Regions from separate parts of the Danio rerio genome. Here region 2 is linked to region 1. A link is a contact called in public Micro-C data. All regions are on one chromosome and are shown on one strand. Each heading gives the region's core, a stretch centred on a gene start, on an enhancer-like site or on the middle of the called end of the contact. The rest is flanking DNA. Distances are from core to core; before and after follow the strand shown.

Region 1 (2,700 bases), core at 66-2,565:
GAAAATGAATATTTTTCTCCATTTCTTAGTGAATATAGGAAATGTATGTTGGTGCATTTAAACAAAACAGAGTTATTAAACAGATATATTTATTAAAAAAATATTTTGGTCACCAAACATATTTAAAAATTGAAAAATAATACAATTAAATTCAAGCAAAATATTGTGAAAAATGTACAACTTACAAAATTTCAACTAAATTTTTCATTTTATTTTTTTGCTTCTCTTGATTTTTCCTCTTTTTTAAACTTATATTTAATATTTTTCTCTAACATATACATTTGACTGTACTCGGTTTTTTGACCGTCATCATAAGTTATTTAGATAAGCTCCAGATTTGGCTTCAGTACTGACTAATCTAATGTATATGCACAAATATAATATTATATAGCTTCCTATTAAAAATATGAATTTAATAGAGTGATTTGTGAGGGGTGTAGCCTATATGTTGAGCACTGTATAATCATTAAATTAATAAACAAAATTTGCTCCAAAGTTTTATTATTATTATTGTATGTCAAAAACATCTTTACAAGAAAACTGCATTTTTAATTTTGTACGTTTAAATATAACATATTTAACATCAAACCAAAACATTTGGGAATATGTGCATTCAATGAGTATTCAGGTGTTTCAGCAATTCCTCTAATTCACAAAAAGAACATGCAGATTGCATGTCTAAAACGTTTTTAACAACTTGTTTCACGGGATAGATGAAATGAATTAGTTTATATGTAGGCCGCGCGGTGGCGCAGTTGGTAGCTCTGTTGCATCACAGCAAAAGGGTCGCTGGTTCGAGTTGACGTTTGTGGCATTTGCATGTACTCCTCATGTTGGTGTGGGTTTCCTCCAGGTGCTCCGGTTTCCCCCACAGTCCAAAGACATAGCTATAGGTGAATTGAATAAACTAAATTGGCCGCAGTGTGAGTGTGTGTGAATGAGTGTGTATGGATGTTTGCCAGTACTGGGTTGCAGCTGAAAGGATACAACATACGTAAACATATGCTGGTTAAGTTAGCGGGTCATTCCGTTGTGGTGACCCCTGATTAATAAAGGGACTAAGTTAAGCCGAAAAGAAAATGAATGAATGAATGAATTCATAGGTTTCATGTTTTTTTTATTTTGTGATCAACAAACATCAAACACTTTAAATATCCCCCTCATTATTGAGTATTATTCAGACATCCCAAGTTGAGCATAGACATAATTTACAGTAATTAAAAAACGAATTTTATGAACAGTATCTCAGTCAAAACCGAAGAGGACCAAAAAACATTTTGTTGTTTTAGGTCGGTTGCATTTACCGGTCGCGCCTAGGACACACCGGAAGTAGAGTATTTAAACAGTCGTGCGTTTGTGTTGCTTGTTTATAAACTCCTGAATTTTAATTCTTTTATTTAGCACCACCGCTTAGGTCGCAAAAATGGGGAAAAGACAGCATCAAAAAGACAAGATGTGAGTTGCTGGAGTGAAATATGACACGTTTGCTAACGGTTGAATTTTATTATTTCACTGAAAACTGAGTACGCTTCTTTAACTGTTTGCGTTGTTTGTATTATTTAGGGTTTGTAATGTTTTAATTTTAATTTTGGGACAGTAAGTCGTTCTTCATTCAGCTGCAACGACGGCATTTTGATTAATGTTCATGTATTAGATTCAGCGACGTAACATGAATTATCTAAAGAATGCAAATATGTAAATGACGACGTTATACTCTTTATACAGCTTTCAAATGATTTATTCAATACTCTGTTTTTCAGGTACATTACATCTACAGAATACACCCAGTTTTATGGAGGGAAGAAAGCAGGTATTTGCGTTAACCTGATGTAACGTTACTTCAAGTCATGTCAAGCTTTTGGGACTGTAGGACGTACCATTTTTGTTTCTTTATCAAATTAAATATAACTTATAAGTTACATAGAAAACATTTGAAATGCAAGAAAAGTGTCTATTTGAATATAATTTCACATATTGGTGAAATAGAAATAGTGTTATATCATTTAGCGTAAATATATTTATGCATATAGTCAGTAACAATTATGTTTGGGAAAATTATTCAATAAAAAAATAATAAAACACAAAACAGTTGTCATTTTTCTAGTGGGTCTATATATATATATATATATATATATATATATATATATATATATATATATATATATATATATATATATATATATATAGCAGTGTGATATGGCTGTATATCTGGTGGGAGATGTGCGTTGGCATGAGGCCGAGTGCCTTAGTGCCCCCGCCAGTGCCGATATACAGCCATATCGCACTGCTACGAGTGTGATATTGCGTTTATACAACAGTTTAACGGCATAATTGTGTATATAAAAACAAAATCAAACATGGAGATTCTCAAAAACCCTTTTGTATGAGGAACTACTTTCTTCCACCTTGGATTCAAATCATAAGCTGATAGCTAAACAGCTGAGCAAGCATCTTTTAAACTTTAGATCTGTAGTGTCTGCTTTTTTGCTGGTTGTATGTGGGCGGAGTAATACACAAAAAAAAGAGGTAAAGAGGCTTTACTGGTGCTGAAATTACTTAAATATATCACGGCTATTAGCCAATCAGATTCAAGAACCAGACAACTGTTGTATAAATATATATATATTGCAATAACTTGTTTGAATTTAAATATATTATCTTTTTATTGTTAAAGGCACTAGGTATCCAAACTTTTATTTT
Region 2 (2,700 bases), core at 10-2,509, 190 kb after region 1:
TTAGCAACATTTAATCTTACAACACAAATGTTATCGTAAAAAAGTCGAGGGTGGCTATATTTAACGTGTTTTCGCTAAGAGCACTGCATGAATACACTTATAATGCATGCCAAACGTGCTGCTATGAAGATAATTTAACTGTAAACCGCACAAATATACAAAAACAATTGACTACAGACACAGTGGACAATGTGTCTATAACTGTTGATATTAAATATTTGTTTATAACTGTTCAATATGATCGGCAGCTGCTTAAATCAGCTGGAACAAAAATACAAGCGTTGATGTCGTGACATAAAACCCCGATCTAACTCAATCTAAAGGAAGTCAACAGCAGGCAAACAAAGGAGGCTCATGAGCGCGTGTTAACCTGAGAGGATAAGGCTAATCATGAGCATTATATGGCTTAAGAAAAACAATAATAGCTATAGCAAATCTAGCCATTCAACAGCTCATATACACTATTTATTACGCTGCTTTCATTTGTTATTGTGCTGCAACCTTTCCCTAATAAGCAGTCTGTTTTGTTTTAACATCCATGAAAAGTGACAAACAACTCAAAGGAGATGTTCATAAAAGCAATTCAACGCGTCGACAATGGGTCACCAGATACAAAAGGTGCAAATTGATTGTTGTCAGCGGGATCTTTAGAGAAAACAACAAAGAAACTATGCGACCAACGTGGATACAAAACAAAGGCTCGTGCTTTTGTGACAAAACCAGGAAGCGCAGAGTGACACAGAGACAGAAATCGAGCCCTGATACCTGCAAATACAACAGCAAACTGGCAAGCGAAATGCCATACTGATGTTTTTATTCCGAACGATTAACTTTAAAAGCGCGTGCATGCGTCCAGCTCCACATTTCTTCCACTGACACACGAGAGATTTACACACGAATGGTTCTGAGCTGGTGTAAACGCAATAACAAGCATCATAAACCAATATTCACGCTTTCAAATGTATAATATATCAATACAATAGGCTGAAATACATGCATCCACTCACCCCCTGAACTGGATCTCAATGCGAAGTTTGGCATAGATTTTCTATAGGGAAGCTAAATATTTTCTCCGAAGTATGCTTTGAGATGTTTTTGTTTCCTTTTTTTGGTTTCTGTTGTCTTGTCTCGGTGCAGATTCCGTCTGAGACCTCAAACTGAGACTATCTGATAGTTCTGTATGTCGGTTAGGCTGTGCATTTCTCTAGTCTTTGTTGCACTCTTTGTGTTTGTGATGGACTTGCTGCTTTTGAGATGGGCGGAGCGTCGCATTACTGGCGTGTAAAGCATCCAATAGATGCGCCGCGGGGGCGTGGCTACCAGCCATGCTAAAATTATCCCGGATGTGTAAATAAATACAGTGCAATTGCATAGACTGAGAAAATGACTGATTTTGTCTTGCATTACGTCCTCAACAAAAGGAGAGCTGTATTCCTAATATATATATAAAATGTTTATACATACATATACATATATATACATATACATATACATATATACATATACATATATACATATATATATATATATATATATATATATATATATATATATATATATATATATATATATATATATATATATATATATATATATATATAAAAGAAAAAATTAAGCAGATTTAGTAGTGGAAGGAATCGGTTTAGTCCTCTAAATAACAATGTCTGTAGCAGGCATGGGCTGGCATTAGTTTCTGACGGTTAGATAAACTTGGATAAAATATCACGGTATCACTGTATCATCTAAAACAAGCTGTTTAAATATCTGGGTAAAAAAAAAAAACGTTTTCCCCCTCATTGAACCCAATACATTTTATTTTAGGAAACATGATATTTGGGTACTGTAAACATGCCAGGCTAAATTATTCAAATGAATCATTGACGTCTGCTATGTTCATTTGTTTCTAAAACACAGATTGCTTAACAACACAATAAAAACCCTTAAATATACCTTAGGAATGGTATAACATAAAATTTTAGCGGTTTGAAAACCTTTACTATTCCAAACCCGGGTAAACCTTGAAACCGGTTTTCATTTCATGCCTGGTCTGTAGTTATTATTATAATTAGCTACTTTCAGCCCTATCATGTCAGTGATTCCTACACCCACTAAGACAACATGGAAAACATGCAAATCATGTCAACACTTTAAGACAGGGTGATTACAAAGCAGCATTGGCTACTTAAAGGGATTGTTCACCCAAAAATGGAAATCTGCTGTTAGTATACTCATCCGTACTGGAAAGATTTTTTAGCTGAAACTGTAGACTGTGGTAATTGTTACAATGCAAGTCATAGGCTAAAAGCAATTTTAGAGTTAACAAAAAAAAACATATAAAGGCATAACAAAATTAATACATGTGGCTCCTGCTGATGCACCAAGCTCTTATGAAACTAAATGTTAAGTCTGTGAAAGTAACTGTACATTATTCACAACATTATTACCTTTATTGACACATATAATGATATATGGAGGGACACTTTCTGTTTTCGTGATGGGAGAAATTAAGCTTTTTCATTCATTCAATCATTTTCTTTAGAGCTTAGTCCCTTTATTAATCCAGATTCGCCACAGTGGAATAAATCGCCAACTTATCCAGCATATGTTTTATGCAGTGGATGCCCTTCCAGCTGCAACCCTACACTGAAAAACACCCATACATACACACATTCAAACACATATACTACAGCTAATTTAGCA

Evidence for each region. A called contact is a pair of places that touch in the nucleus more often than the background predicts.
Region 2: a contact with region 1 is called in a Micro-C map of caudal fin, with 12 times the contacts expected there. The contact joins the promoter of ypel1 here to the promoter of ppil2 in region 1. A contact is called at or near these places in 9 of 18 Hi-C or Micro-C datasets (caudal fin, embryo, hematopoietic stem cells and 2 more) and 3 of 4 datasets of contacts at active chromatin or transcription factors (caudal fin, embryo and gastrula embryo).

What each region holds. Positions count from the first base shown.
Region 1 is chr5:13,584,748-13,587,447 of GRCz12tu, forward strand. It overlaps ppil2 (peptidylprolyl isomerase (cyclophilin)-like 2), which reads left to right and starts at 1,316. Exons shown (of 20, transcript NM_200991.2): 1 at 1,316-1,455; 2 at 1,761-1,810. The coding sequence starts at 1,424.
Region 2 is chr5:13,771,382-13,774,081 of GRCz12tu, forward strand. It overlaps ypel1 (yippee-like 1), which reads right to left and starts at 1,260. Exons shown (of 5, transcript NM_001003780.1): 1 at 1,008-1,260.